Linked DNA regions of Mus musculus: region 2 is linked to region 1. A link is a contact called in public HiChIP or PLAC-seq data. All regions are on one chromosome and are shown on one strand. The core of a region is the stretch at or near the end of the contact, and the rest is flanking DNA. Distances in the headings are between cores, read along the strand shown. Region 1 holds the start of Mapkapk2 (MAP kinase-activated protein kinase 2). Region 2 holds the start of Rassf5 (Ras association (RalGDS/AF-6) domain family member 5).

Region 1 (7,899 bases), core at 2,645-5,144:
GCTGGTGTTGCCCTTCAACAATGTCCAGGACAACGGTGAGAGGTTCTGATCTCTCCATCATGTTACCAAAAGCAGCTACGTCACTGTGGCACTTCAACGACCCAGAGAAACACTGGAGAAAGGGAAGAAACTACAGGACCTTGCTTCCCCTAGTCTACGCAATGGAAAGGTAAACAGAGATAAGTTATGACAACATCCCGGATTTTGTAAAGCAATAACATGCTTCACCTAATCAGCACTGAACAGCAGAGTGGGACATACAAGCTTTAATTAAATTTGCTCAGCTAATACCTAAGCGTCACCATGACACAGTAAGGCAGGATGCAGCCGTGTAACCCACGTGGAAGACAGAGAGATGGACTGAGACTGGGTGTCCCTACCAAAGAAATGACAGAATCCCCGAAGAGTAATAAATAGGATGACTATCACAAACTCCCTAACGGGGGACAGGGGGGCTTGTTATACATCCAAAACTCAAGGACCTGCTGGCTTAAAAGCTTCCTCTCCAACTTTAGCAATGTAGCTGAAAGGTGGTATATACCATACCCACCACTGTCCTCAGGCCAACAAATGGGGCCAATAGGTCAGACTGAAACAGCAACTGGATACTTGCCTGTCAATACCACTGTAGTTAGAGGCAAAGAGGGGCCTGAGACTAAGAACCGGGTTCAGTTCCCGCCTCGGTCAAGTGATGGCATGAATTACCACTTGCCTTGGGCAAGTTGTTCCTTCCTTCTGGGCCTTGGTTTCTCATCAACTAAATGAATGTGTTGAATGGTGATGATCTCTCAACTGGCTTCTAACTGACTGGAAGTGTGTGCGTGACTCAGAGGCTGGCAAGCAGGAATGAGAAAGCAGGGTGACAGCATCTACCAGAGCATCTAAACATCTGCTTTCCCAAGAAGATAAAGGAAAGCAACAGGACCAGCTGGCTCCTTTATTTATTTATCCTTATTTTATATGTATGGGTGTTTTGCTTGTGTGTGTGTGTGTGTGTGTGTGTGTGTGTGTGGACAGATAGGGTGTCAGAGCCCCTGGAACTAGAACCACAGGTAGGTGTTACCCACCTGAGTCTTCTGCAAAAGAGCTCTGGTTTCACTTAATAGAACAAAGAGCAAAGCCTATGAGCAGCCTTCACTCCCCATTCTTCCTCAGGGCTACAAGACAGCCTTCTAAAACCCCACAGTGCCCACACTGGGCACTAGGCATGGGGTCGATACACTCTATAGAGCACAGGTCTCTGCTTAGCACCCAAAGAGATGGATCATCAACCCAGCCTGTTCCACTGTATCCTCCCCTCCCATGCTGCCCATAAAAAAGGGGGGGGGCTCCTTGTGTTGAAATCATTTCACTACTCAGCATCTAAAGTTTTTAAAGTGTAAAATGTAGGAATCTCAGGCGGTTAAGAGCACTAACTGCTCTTCTGAAGGTCCTGAGTTCAAATCCCAGCAACCACATGGTGGCTTACAACCATGTGTAATGAGATCTGACGCCCTCTTCTGGTGTGTCTGAAGACAGCTACAGTGTACTTACATGATAAATAAATCTTTAAACAACAACAACAACAAAAGACATAGGAATCTCGGTAGTGCATGTCACTGAAACAGGATTTCTTTTAACCAGATTCCCTCGTGGCTGGATTATGTCTCAGCCAATATTTGGGTATGCAAATGCTGTTGACACGGCTGCCACTCTCCAAACATCTTGGCTCTCCATTCTTCCTCTACTACTAAATCTCAACACAAAGATGTACTCAAAATCTGCAATTTGCCAGCTGAGTCAGCCTTAGCTCCAGGAGCAGGAGCAGGCTGCTTTCGTCAAAACAGACTGAGAGTCCCGTAGTCACCCACTTCTGACTAGAGAAGGGGAAGCACGAAGACTGCTTAATACTCGGCTAGGCTCCTTCCTTTCAAAACTATTCAAAGGAGAAAAGTACACGAACTTCTGTCAACTATACCAGCAATCTGAATTGACAGCCAAGAGCACTTCAGAGGACCGTGTGTGTATTCAAACAGAATAGGAAGGGGTGAAGCGGGGGGTTTTGTTGCGAAGTCTTTATACTGTGTTCCAACTATGCAGGAGAGTGAACAGCTAGTAGCCCCAGTCTGCTGGTGGGTAAAGGCAGATGGCATCGCAGAGGAGAGAGGAATCTTTCCGGGAAAGAACATCTGTACTTCCTCAACAATACAGTTAACTGTGGTCAAACTGTTCCCTTGCCTCCAGTCCCCAAGGTCAGAGCCACCGTTCAACCCAACCAACTCCTTTCCTCGCTTAGCTAACTCCCCAAGAGCTTATAGTTTGTTTGCTTGTTTTTTAAATGTGATGCAGAAGATGAAAACAGCAAAACATCATAAAAACTAAACTTATTTTCCCCCTACAAAGTACCAGGTTTCGGTCCCGTTGACCGTGTATGACAACGGCCTCACGCATAACTCAATCTATCTGTACTCTAGAATAGCTGAAACAAAGCAAGTTGTGTGGGCTGAAGGGGAAGAGCAAAATATAACACAGGAAGTACTTTGCTCCTCCAATCATTGAGACACCCCAGGAGAAAGAAACCTGACAAGTGACCTTTAGAGATATGGTGTAACCTGAAACCCTTGAGAGAAGAAAACTTTGCAGTGACCCTGAATGACAGCCTTCCCTGCTTCACTTGGACCTTTTGAAATCCCCATTCTCCACTACCACCGACAGAAGCAGAGACGGGTAGACCCACAGAGATTAAGAGTGGGTTTCCCAAATGCAGGAATAGTATTTCCTGCCTTTGAGTCTCCGGCTACCAGGGACCAGTGTACCAGCACTAGGCCAAGCCTGGCTTACAGACAAGGTTTCCTACGGTGGAGGGAGCAATGGAAACAGCCCGGCGCAAGCCTAAGGGGCAGCGCAGGCCAGGCGCTGGCGGTTCCAGACGATCGCGGGGCACGGAGGCGGGGTCCCCAGTCTCCAGTGCCGCGCCGCTCCGCGCCGACGCGCCCCACCGCTGCGCGCCGACCTCGCGAGGCCGAGGAGAGCGAAGTCACATTCCGGCTCCCAAATAAGGAGTAGGGTTAAGGAAACCTCAGAGAGCGAACTTCTCCAAACCGACCGACCAACCAGCTCAATGAGTAAAGGGCCTTTTGTGCCCGCAGAAAGGAAGGAGGGAGGGAGGACGAGGCCACCGTGTCCTCGGCGCCGGGTAAAGCGAGCAGAGGCCGTCCGGGTCCCAAGAGTGGCCACCAGGCTGGATCCCACTCACACCCCAACATGGCAGTCCCCGTGAGTCCTCTCGGGTGCCGGCCACTCGCGGGGTGACCGGAAGCTGCACCGGATCTCAGCGCGATCCCGGGCGGCCCAGACTTACCTTTAGGGCGAATTTTTGCTGGGTTCTCTTGTCGAAGATCCGCAGCACCTTCCCGTTGATGCCCAGGCCAAGCACTTGGCTGGTGACCTTGTAGTCGTCGGTGATGGCGTTCTTTCGGATCTGCAGGCCCGACTTGACGTGGAACTGGGGGAACGGCGGCGGCGGCTGGGCCGGGGCTGGCGGTGGAGGGCTGGGGAAAGGCGCCGGCGGAGTCTGGCCCGGAGAGCCCGACAGCATGGTGCCCGGCGACTCGCGCGCAGAGGCAGGGGCCGCGGCCGCCCCCTCCTCCGGCTCGGGCCCGGGTCCCCGCCACGCCCCGCCCGGCGGCGAAGTTTGCTCCGGGCTGGAGCCGGCTGCCCCGCCCCGGCCCGGCTCCAGGCTCGGCTGGTCGCGGGGCCCCGTGGGTCCCGCTGTGCGCCGCGGGCGCCCACCAGCCCTGCTCCCTCCCCCCGGAGACGTGCGCTCCGGGGAACGCGGGACGGCAGGGCCCGGCCGGAGGAATCGCCGCGCCGAGAAGTACCAGCCCGGGGGCGGCGGCCGCGTCACAGGCTGCTCGGCGTCCTGGGCTAGTCCTTAAAGGGGAGGATCGAGGGTGGGGCTTGACTGGGAGGCGTGGACATGGGGGAGGGGTGGGCCTTAAAGGGGAGGAAGTCCAGTGGCGGGAGAGCTTAGGGACTGCGAGCAAGCGGGCTTGTGGAGGGCATCGAGACATCCTAGTTCTTAACCCGGGCCGGGCAGAGGGGAAAGGGAGGAGGGCAAAAGAAAAGCTGCTGGATAGTTCAAACAAAACCCTCACTCCTCCAGCTGCTTGGATCTAGAAGACAGGTCATCGGAGAATTGGAGGAGATGTATTTTGAAAGAAACGGATAATTGATAAGAATCTTTCTACGTGGACTCTGTGGGTGGGGGGTGAGGGGTACCCGAGCAGAGCGAGAATCCGGGGGCCAGGACTGGGGGAATAAGAGAGACTATTCATCCTAGGATCAGGTGTCAGGCAATAGTAACAATTTCCTTAACATACTTGTGAGTTTTACTTTTTTTTTCTCTCATGGACTTACTGGTTTTCACTGAGAAGAATGTACTACTGTGATACCACGAACAATTTAATTATTATGAATTCGAACATATTTTTATATAAACCCAAAATGACCCAAGATGGAATGGGGCACTCTAGCCACCTGTTATCCCGGCTATATGCAGGAGACTGAAGCAGGAGGATAACAAGTCACAGGGCCAGCCTGAACAACAAAGACAGACTCTGTCTTAAAATACCCACAAACTTCATGTCTCTCTGGGAGGTACACTTATACATTTGTGTTCTTAATTCATTGCGATTATAGAGCAAGGGGAAGGGCTGGGAAATGGTTCTAGAGTTGGGGAAATGGTCCCTGCGGCCATAGCCAATAAGTAGTCCTGAAGCAACCTAGTTCTAGTACAAATCTCTGGGCCTAACTGGCCTGTAGCACTGCTGAGATCCACAAGGGTTTGACTGTTACAGCAGTTAAGAAATGAGACAAAGGAACAAGATAGATACAAAGCTCTGGTTTACTTACTAATACAGACAAATTAAAGATGAGACCTGACCCATGGTCACACAAAGTCTTTAATATGTCCCAACAAAACTCTGGAGACGAGACAGTGCCCTGAGAAAAGGGCGTTGGAGACATAGCCCAGGATGGCAAGACTCATTTGCTGTTCCCTGTTTAGATTTCCGGAAGATACTTGTTCCAAGGAAGACAGAGATGAACAGGTGGAGGACTGTAGGCCCCCTCTTGAGATCCAACTCACTATGGATCAAGGAGACAAGCGCTTTTTCAGTGCTCAATACTTCTCGCTCATCCCTGTGGTGATAATTCTAACTGGGGGGGGGGGGGGGGGGAGGGGGATAGATGCAGTAGTTGGGTTAGCAGTGTGGCAGATACAGACCTGGGAATAGAAGGCACATTGGCTCTCCTCAGTCTGCAGCTGGGTAGATTCCTTCCACACTGAAGACAAAGCTACACAACGCCCTGTTTCAAAGGCACTGCTTGAGGCTGTGGAGATGCAGGGACAGAGAAAGGAAGGAATCTGGGGATGAGGAGGTGGAAGGTCTCATTGGCTCCTGTGGAAAGAGGTTCCCACCCTGACTGCCTCAGTTCTGTATTGCCCCCATGTACCCACAGAAGGTCTTTGGGACCTCTTGTTGGCATTTAGCCATCACCTCTTTCTTTCCAGAGGCTGGAAAGAGAATGAGCTATTCAGAGGCAGCAAGGCACCATGCAAAACTACAAACTAGAAATGAACAGAATCCGATTGTCCTAAGAAGGTGTGAGAGGGGCTAGAGAGATGGCTCAGCAGTTAAGAGTACTGACTGCTCTTCCAGAGGTCCTGAGTTCAATTCCCAGCAATCACATGGTGGCTCACAACCATCTGTAATGAGATCTGACACTCTCTTCCGGTGTGTATGAAGACAGCTACAGTGTACTTACATATAACAATAAATAAATCAATATGAAGAGGGGGGAAGGAGGGAGGAGGAGGAGAAGCAAGAGGAGGAGGAGGAGAAGGAGAAGAAGGTGTGAGAGGTATACAAACCTTAGAAATAAAAATTTTCAATTCCCTGAGCAGCATACTGGGCTCCTCAGAAGGAAGGAGCCACTGACAATGGGCCTTTAGTCAATGATGACCCTGAACTAGGGAGGAGAGCTCCAGAGCTGAGACAGTCTCCTGGACACCTGGCCAGAGGAGATAACAGGGCCAGAGCTGAGCTGGTCTCTGGAATTCAAGGTCTCACCAAATATATTGAAACTAACATAGTGGCCAATCAAAAGTGTACTAATGGTACTGCTTTGCCCCTCCCAATCATATTAGAGGCCATTAGAGGTTAGCTAATCCTTCTGGAAAATTCTCCAAGCCCTGCATAAAAGGGGGCCTGCAAGCCCCTCAGGTCCTCACTATTTTGATGAATTGTCGACCTCTGCATGCTGGTAATTTCTGCCTCTGCATACTATTTGAGTTTGGGGGTCTTCCTTCAGCAATTCTTGGACACTAACAGGTGCCTTACTCTTAGGGAGAATGAGAAAAAGCCTAACATTTCTATTTACAACTGGGGAGAAATTAAATGTGATGGCATCCATGAGAACTCTTCATAAAGCATACAGCACCAATTCTCACGAAAAATAATACAACACCATTCCTCAAGCATTGCCTTGTTCTGTTCCCATTGCCTAGTGACCTGTTCCTGACGCTGAGCAGCCTTCCTATGTAAGGGGAATTCTGGGAAGATGCCTAAACCTGAGGTCTTAGGAATAATGGATCACAGAAGTCCAGTGGGGTGTCTCTCCTGGAGTTACAGAGGTCAGATGGAGCTAGAGAGCACACAGGACAGCCAGAACACATAACACACACACACACACACACACACACACACACTCACTCACTCACACACACACACAAAGTACGTTCATGTGAGCACAGCTCCAAAGGACAAGGCATGGAACAGTATAAATGAATAATCAATGGATAGCTGGACTGTAGGATGAACCACAGGAAAAGACATCACAAGAGACCCAGAACCTTCCATTCTAACACTGGCTAGCCATGTGACCTTACCAAAGTCCCTTGCCCCCTCAGTTCCTTCTTTCCTGTCTAAAAAATAGTAAAGATGACATCTGTTCTGCCCACATTGTAGAGATATTATAAGGACAAAATGAAGCCCAGAGCCCTGCCTGTCTAACACCAAGCTCTCAGCCATCTGTAGTGAGCTACTTAAGCAATAGCTGTTGAGGATGTGTTGAAGCACTTCAGAAATTGAAAGTCAGGTGGGGGCTGTAGCTCAGAGCTAGAGTGTATGCTTATCATGTGTAAACCCCAGGCTGTGAGCCCCAGGAAAGCTTTACGAAGATGTAGGGACTCTTATTTACACCCCCCCCCCAAAATTAGGATTTGTATCGGCATGCATACATGTATACAAGAAGACAGTGCAAGGGCCACAAGCATAGAGACTTGCATCAGTTGCTGTCCCGGATCCGTATAGCACGTGTTTGTTGTTAGAGTGCTGGTCCCTGCATTTCTGTTTTTATTAGATTATAGTTCCTTAATAACGCCATGGGCACCTGTGGACAAAGCACTGACTCCAGCCCATTCCCTGTGTGTGTCACCCAAGACAACCAACACCTGCTCTGTTCACCTTGCCCATGCTTTCCTTTTTATACAGTTTTAGTTTATGAAGACATGCTTAAAGGGATCTTGAAAAGCTGGACAGAATGGTTTAAGCCTGTAATCGCTGCACTTTGGAGGCTGACTCCAAAGAGAATTGATGCAAACTCAAGGCCACTCTAGGCTACATAGGAGTGTAGGGAAGCCTGGGCTACATAGCATGACTCTGTCTCAAACAAACTGAAAAAAATTTTAAATGGTATAATTGACAAAGCTCAAAGTATCTTTTAAAAGAAGAGAAGCAGCTGGGGATTACTTTATCAGCAAGATGCGGTTACAAGGTGTGCGCTACCGTCTCGTGGTGCCGCTGACAGCACAGGCAAGAACACATGAATAATGGTTCTATACCCACCTGGTGTTCA
Region 2 (7,899 bases), core at 3,152-5,651, 150 kb after region 1:
GTGGCTGCAATCTCACAGAGGATCTAACCAGTTAAACCCAGCCATTAATACAGCAACAGGAATTAGAGGAGAGCAGACAAGCAACTCTGAGACACTGAGCAGCTCTCAAGAAGCAAAGTCAGGAGCCCCTCCCTAGGCACTCGGCAGCGAGGACCTGATTCTCACGATGTAATCAAAGTCTATCACAGGTGGGGGAGGTGAGGGGTCTGAGCCCCAGGGAAGCCCCCTTTTTAGACCAATCATTCCAATCACTTTATTATACTCATGGCTCTGGATAACCACCCCTTCAGAGGGGCTCTTTCTTGGAGCCAACTTGGGGCACCCACGTATCAACAGCTTTCAACAGATACCTGAAGTCTCTTCCCCCCCTTGCTGAGAACTTGACTTGGTTTCTCCGACTACCAGACCATTTCCTGGCCCAGGATCGTTCACACACCCACTCAAAGGAGACACATGGCAGAAGGCCATCTTTATGTGCCTTCCGCACAAGAAAGGGCAAGAGGCAGCTGGAGGAATTCCCAGGTTGTTTGCTGCTGACTGCTGTCTCTGGGAAGGTTGGAGTAAGTTCCTACCACCCCCACCCCACCCTACCCCAAAACAAAGCATGGTGGTTCTGAGAGCTCTCACCTCTGCAAGCATTTGCATCAAGCCCACTGGCTTTCCTTCCCTATCTAACACATTTGATTTGTGTGTGTGCATGTGTCACACAGGTGTTGTGTGTCTGGAAGCCAGAGGTCAGCATAGATTGTCTTCTCAGATTGTTCATCATTTTATTTTTGAGACAGGGTCTCTCATCGATTCTGGAGTTTGATCAATATAGCTAGACTGGTTGACCATCAAGTTGTTTCTCTGGTATTGGCTTACAGGTGAGCACTATATAGGGCTAGGCTTTTTACATGAATCTTATACCTGCTCGGCAAGCACTTTATCATCTGCGCCATCTTGCCAGCGCTCAGACTTAGTCCTGAGCTCTGGCTCTGAACTTAACAGCGTTAACTAGCTACAGACCTCCTGAAGTGCGACCAAGCGTAAGCAAGGCAAGGCAATTCTCTAAAACTTCCCCTACTGAAAGCCCATTTGTCCACCCAGCTCCCACCCAGTGTCAGCCTCCTAAACAGACAGATGTCATTCACAGCCCCACTGGCCTTTGAGTGTGAGTGGCGTAAGCAAGCATCAGTTTCCAGCCACTGCTCAAGGAAACCAGCATGGCGCTCTGCCGGTCGCAAGTGCTGCTCGGAAAGGCTTCTCTCTCTAAGCCAGGTGCAGAGGAGTCTCGGACACGGGACTGTGGGTTTCATCACAGCTGGCTTCCACCTGAGGCGCTAGGCAGGGATGCCATGTCTAGAGGACACTTCATACCTAAACTCCCAAGATATACTATCCGCTTCCTGCTTCCAACTCCACCACCAAACAAAGCTTGAAAACCGTACCCCATGCTTATGCTATGTGGCAGAGTGAGCCCCAGGTAGCCATTAATGGTCTTAAATGGGAGGAGACAATGGTCACACTTATATCTAATTGGACGTTCATTGTGTACCCTGCCAGGCACTTTTCTAATCAACGTACACGTATATGATTACTACACTGAATCCCCACATTAACACGATGCTGTAGATAAGATCATTATCCACGCTTCTTAAAGACAAGTGAGGGCAACACAGAGATTCATGGGGTCACACAGAGACTAAGTGACATTTCGGATTCAAAGCCGGGACTTTGGTTCTAGTTTGAGGTGTGCGTGTGTGCCTGTGTCTATGTGTACGAGTAGCTAGGGTTGGCCAGTGAGGGCCAGACAGGACTCTGCCGGTCTCCACTCACCGTCCAGCACTGAGGTTACAAGCATGTGCTACCATGCCTGCTTTTATTTATTTATTTATTTTAAATGTGGGTTCTAAGGATCCAGTTCAGGTCCTCATGCTTGCTTTGCCAACTGAGTTGCCCCCCTCTTCCCAGCTCCAGGATTACCTTTTAAAACATCCTTTTCTGACCCATGCTTTTCAAAAATGAAAATAAAACAAATAAACCCTCTCAGAGAGCCAGACCTCAGCTTAGCACCAGATGTCTGGTGAGTCTGTCCTGCACACCAAAACTGTCTCAACTTTCTCTTGGTCAGCCGAACACTCACGGTTAGTTAAATATTAAAAAAAACCAAACAAACAGAGATTCCTTTCTGTGGCCTTCCTGACTTCAGTTCTGCTGCCTCTTTGGTGTTCAGGCATCTCTGGCTGGTAGGAAATCGACTACTCAGGGGCCACAGGAACCCAAGAAAGTGAAAGGACCTCAGCAAGTCGCAGGCCAGTGGGGATGCCTTGTGGAAGGAAACGGCAGGGAGGACACTATTTCCCAAGTGCTGGAAACTATTTAGGGACGGAGCAAGGGAAATAAACAACTCTCATGTGGTATGAGGATGCTCATTTCGTCATGGAGTACTGCACAGATACCCACAGAATCCTGCCAACACAGCATCATTGCTAACCAGAAGAATATCACAAACTCAGAGTAAAGCTGACAGTCCCTCAAAGTCTAAACAAGCGGGAATTGCAACAAGCATATTCTCACAGACAGTGCAGCTTCTGGAATTTGAGCCTTAGTAGATCCATAACAGTGAATCCACTGCCTCATCCTCTGTGTCCAGGGCTAGTGGGTACTGCAAAGCACTCAGGAACACGGAGGGAGATAAAGCTAGCAGCGGGCCCAGAGGTAAGTTGCACTGGATTCGTCTGCAGGTCAGCAGCATTTACAAGGAACAGCAGCCCGTGCACAGGACTCTACATGCCCAGCCTTCTCCTTAACAGGCACCTGTATGGGGGATGCTCATGGTAGGAAGAATAGTCCCCCTTTTTCCTTTCACATATTCTGGAGCGGCTGAGGGGGAGCTGTTATGGGCTAGAGTGAGGGTAGTAGTGCTAGCTGCTGCTGTCCAGTGTTGCAGTCTGAAGGAGGCAACAGAGGATGGCCCTTTACCAAAAGATGTGACTGTAATCCATGTCCACAGATGATTGCCGGAAGCTGTCATTGCACTGCGTGCTTCATATGTTCAAAGGAGCTACGTAAACACACGGGTATGAGTATCCTCTGGCAACAGCAGATCCCTGGGTTGGTGGGGAGGAGACTTATACAGGGATACAGACTCACCATTGGCGAGAGGTAATGATAAGCCCTAAAAAGAGCGCAGACTTGCTCAGAAACTCTCTATACTGGTGCCCAGTGTTACAGTAAGATTGGGAGAAGCCAGCAGGCCAGTGGGGATGCCTTGTGGAAGGAAGGAACTGGCGGGGAGCTTAGTGATTTTAGGGCTGGAAGGCGGGTGCAGGGGGACAGGAGGAGGAAGAGGAGGCCACGAGGCACAGTCACACACTGGAGCAGAGTATAGAGCGTTGAGCCAGGTGTGGAGGGCTGAGGAGGCCTCAGGTGCAGGTGACCTTGGCATCTTTCAGCCTCACAGCCTGCTTCCATTCAAAGCCTAACCAGGCTTCCCATGCCAACAGCTCCCTAGGAGGAAGAGCCTGAGAGAACCTGAGGTGACCACCGAGTCATCTCCCCATTAACCCTAATAAGTGTCAAATACTCACTTCGTTGTCAATATCACTACCTCATTTTTAAAACTCACAACTAAAGGAAGAAGAGGGTGTGCGTAAGACACAATGACCTTGTGGAGAGCCATCAGTCCCAACCTACAAACAAGCTTGTTTACGCGCACGGGGGAGAAGGCTCAAACCCGTCTGAGGATACGTAACTGTACACATACAACTACCTCTGGTCAGTGGGCAGCCATTAAAGGATGCCAGGCAGTGACAGCAGCTGTCTCCAAAGGTAACCTGCCTAAAAGTTCGGACTGGCCACAAAAGGCAATGGCCTCCTCTCCCGGGCTCAGAGCCCTTCACCTCGCGCACCTTCCCCGCCCTCACTCACTAGCGCAGCGCAGCGCCTGCCGCAGCACCTCTCGTCCGCACAGGTCACACCAGCCCGGACCGCCCCGCAGCGCCAGTTCCACGAAACGGTGCCCCTCGCCTCTCTCGGCCAAGACGCGGGGATCCTGCGGCTGCTCGAAGATGCTCCTCACGTCGCGGGGTCGGTGTGACCCAGGTCGCAGCCGCAGTCTCGGCTGCAGACCGGGCCGGACAGGGCGAGCGTGTCGGCAGTCTCGGGGCGTGGGTTCGGGGTCCCTCCGGCCACTCCTCCTGCCACCGCGATCCTCTGACGCCCCGGCCGCGGGGATCAGGGCCGTGGGGATGCAGCGGCGCGGCCGGGCGGGAGGTGGCGGCTCGGTGCCACCCAGACTCTGCAGATACCGCGGCGGCTCGGGATCTAGGAGCAGCGGGTAGGGACGTTGCCCGATGGCCGGGGAAGCCATGGCCAAGGCCCGCAGGCGGCGGCAGCTACCGAGCCTGGCCAACAGAAGGGGCGGCTCCGGTCGAGCGCGCTTTTAAAGGGCCCGCAGCCCGCGGGCGGGGCGGGGCGGGGCGGAGCCCACCGAGAGGCCGGAAGGGCAACACGCGTGACTGCGGGTCGGAGCCGCGTGGATTTAGGAGTGACTCGGCGACTAGGCGGTGGTGAAGGTCCGAGCACCCGAGAGGCTTCGCGAGCTCGGTAGGCGCCGGCTCCTGCGCCTGTCTTCAGCTCTGCCCCGTCCCCTCTGGGCGTCTCCCAGGGCGCCCTAACACCGGCGGGGCGGGGAGCAGGTGGGAAGGCAGGGCTTTGGCAACCTGGTGTGGCCCCGGGACAGGAGCTAGCCCGCCGCTGTCAGTAAGGCGGCCCGCGGATTCTCCGAGCTGCCCGTGGGAAGCTGGCTACATCAGCTCTCTCCCTTCTCACCTCTGCTACATAGACTGCCCCTCCCCGAAGACTGGGATTAGAGTGACTGGTGATCCTTGGTGATCCGGTGATCATGAGAGACCTCTCTGTGCCCCATGGGTGGACAGGAACTTTCCTCCCGAATTACGCCCCTCCCCCCTTAGTTGCTGGAGTAATCACTGCGGAAATGAATGCCAATCCCTTACACACCTCCTTTGGTATGGAAGGTCCACCTGAGCAGGGGCGCAGGGTGGAGAAGTCCGCATCCTACCAGCACCAAGGGGTGCGCCATAGGTTCCTGTCTGGCTTAAGGTTATGTCGCCACCATCTTGAAAATCCTAATTCTTAACCCGGCCTATTCTTTTTGCACTGGGTCTTGAAAATTATGTAATGGTAATAACTAGTGGGCCTGTCCACAGTGCCGTCTCAAGGGATAGAGAACAGGTGGGACTGTGGATTTTCGAACCTGTGCCCGGTCGGTCGGTCGTAGGCTAGCAAGGGTCCTGGGCCCTCTACAGGCTGGTTTTGTAGCTGCAGGCGCCTTTGCTCTTTCCAGTTCTGCGGTTCTGACTTAGGCCTAGCTCACATTCCCGCCTCCCCCTGCCCCCCTTAAATTACAGGTTTGATTGATTTAGTGGCAGCCACCAGCAAGCAACTATGGGAATAGAGTCACTGCACCAAATTCAAAAATTCTGTATTTTGGGTCTCAACAAACCACTGGTAGAAATATTGGGGGAGGGGCATGTCTATAGTGAACATGTACACACTCTTTCTCCTTACTTATTAAATAATACTGGATAGCAATGATTCATATACACTTTCACAGTACCGGTGTTTAATATAGGCGGGGTTAAAATGCATAGGTTCTCTCTGCACACAAGCTACCTTATAAAAGGGATGAGAACCCTCAGGTTAGAGTATTGGGAGCAATAATGTATGTATAGAATGTGTGGGGATTCTGAAACCAGACCTGGAATTGTCTATAAATTCGCCTACATTTTAATCTCCAGGGTTCTTTCCCGGCTAGTGATGGGTCTCCCCCTAGTGTCTGGCTGGGGAATCCTCACTTTCACTTTTCCTCTCGAAGGTAAATTTAGGCAATGGCTAAAAGTCCAGTGACCAGGGAATCCCCAGCCTTCCCTGCTCCACAGCCTCTCTCCCCACCCCCACCCCCGCACCCCTCCCCCAAGTGGTGGTAATCAGAATCCTGCTCCTTTCAAGTGGGTGGCAGAGGAAAAGTTCCTGGTCTCTGGGCCTCGTTTTATTCACTGGTTTCTGGGGAGTGGAAAGAAGGACTCCAAACTGATAAAGTTATGATAAGGCGGTGGGCACAGAGGCCACCACTCTGCCCCTCCACCCTTCCTCTTGCTCTCTTTACATCCGTGCTCCAAGCTTTGGAGGCCAGCCAACCCTAGAGGGCTTTTAAAATCACAGCTTGCTGGCAAGTTCCTGTGTCAGTAAGTCTGGGCTAGGATGCTAGACTTGTATTTCTAGCATGTTCCCATAGTAGCATTTGTGCTGATGGTCCACTGTGAGAACTATTGCTCTAGAGCCATAGCAGAGTGGAGGGAAAGGACCTGCCTGTTCCAGAGCTGGGTTCCTTGTAACTGAGAGAGCCCAGCAGGAACTCTTCCTTGGCACTTTCTCCCAAAGTGTGATGGGGGAAGTGCAGCCTGGCTTTATACTCTTTTCCTCCTCCTCTCTAGGGTATCTGCAAGCAGCTCTCTGGCTTCTTGCAGAAACCTGTATTGCATGTAAAAGTTTGCTTTGTTTCTACCCTGTGTCTATTCATCTTCACAAGGTTGGAAACTTGTACCTCTCAGGGGTGCCATCTTTTGGGTACGACCGGGGACAGAGACCAGCTTGAGTGTGGGGTGATGGTTTGGTGTGTAAGTAACAGGATTCTGGTAACACACAGCCCTGGGAGGCCAGTTCTGAGACACTATTTATGAATAATAGCCAACAGCCATCATCTCTGTCCTTCCCTCGCCCAAGCATTCCAAGGGTCTGTCGTTTGTGGCTGACTTCGATTCCCTGGCTGAGAAGGCTCCTGTGAGGACACCAGTGTCAACTGTCATAGACTGAGGCTGGCTGGGACAGTTAGGTGTGCAGCATCCCCAGCATGGGGCTACATAGAAGACACTCTGGTTTGGTTTTCCTGTGGCTCTGATTTGATGGAGCAGTGATGGCTGCTTCCAGAGCTGATGGGGAAATGACATGGAGCCAGAGCTCCTGGGATGAACACAGATGATGTGGATGGAGATAGTATAATGCCATGTCATGTGACCCACCCAAAACTTTCTCAACTTTATCTTAAGATCCATCTCTCTGAGACAAAAAAAAAAGTTCAGGGTGGGGGAGTAACTATCCCCCAACCTCAATAGGTATGGGACTCACCTCTTTAATCTTTTCCAATCCAGTCCCCTCCCATGTCCCATGATAGAACATCTCCTTCTCCTTCCAATACACACACACACACACACACACACACACACACACACACACACTCCTCCTCCAGGGAAGAAGTGGGGAAAAAAATCACCAAATCACTCAAACCCCTGTAGTTCAGGTAGAGAGACATCACCTGGGGTGATGGGTGCCGGGCCAGCGGCATCTTTGACTTTGTCCTTGGTCACCAGGCTTCGAGGTCTCACCACATCTGCTGGAACATCTACTGGGAGGTTTTGTTTTGCTTGTTTTGCTTTGCTCCTTAGCAGATCATCTTGGCTCAGTGTGGGGTGGGTCACTTTTCCCAGCTGTGACTCATTCCAGGAGAGAGGACATGTTGCTTTTATTTGTGACCAAGGGGAAGGAGTATGGTCAAGGCTGCTTCAGAGGTGGTCCGATAACATGTTATTTCCCCTGTTGGGTGAGTTATTTCAAGACTGTCCCCCAACCTCTCCCCTAACCTCTCCCCCAACCCCAGCCCCTAGCAAGAAAGAGAAGGAGAAGACAGACATAGCCTGATTTTCCAAGGGGGAAAGCAAGCTTTGCTTTTATCTGACTCTGAAGCATTTGAAGCTGCTTAAAGTCTCTGAAGGTTTTCGGAAGCTCTGGGGATATTGGTAGTCACACATAGGATTACTATGTCAGTCAGGATAAGTG

Evidence for each region. HiChIP or PLAC-seq counts read pairs in DNA pulled down with a chosen protein or histone mark.
Region 2: an H3K4me3 HiChIP or PLAC-seq map of embryonic stem cells shows a contact between it and region 1, with 49 read pairs. The contact joins the promoter of Rassf5 here to the promoter of Mapkapk2 in region 1. A contact is called at or near these places in 26 of 39 promoter capture datasets (the 3T3-L1 cell line, 3T3-L1-derived adipocytes, the C10 cell line and 16 more), 1 of 15 datasets of contacts at CTCF or cohesin (embryonic stem cells), 18 of 484 Hi-C or Micro-C datasets (the CH12 cell line, bone marrow-derived macrophages, embryonic stem cells and 6 more), 31 of 115 datasets of contacts at active chromatin or transcription factors (the 230-238 cell line, CD8 T cells, DN3 thymocytes and 16 more) and 4 of 9 other capture datasets (adipose tissue, liver, macrophages and 1 more).

The regions. Positions count from the first base shown.
Region 1 is chr1:131,093,949-131,101,847 of GRCm38.p6, forward strand. Mapkapk2 (MAP kinase-activated protein kinase 2) reads right to left here and starts at 3,895. Exons shown (of 10, transcript NM_008551.2): 1 at 3,341-3,895. The coding sequence starts at 3,577.
Region 2 is chr1:131,240,777-131,248,675 of GRCm38.p6, forward strand. It overlaps Rassf5 (Ras association (RalGDS/AF-6) domain family member 5), which reads right to left and starts at 4,402. Exons shown (of 6, transcript NM_018750.4): 1 at 3,913-4,402. The coding sequence starts at 4,354. Gm28913 (a long non-coding RNA gene) reads left to right here and starts at 4,314. Exons shown (of 3, transcript XR_878525.3): 1 at 4,314-4,590.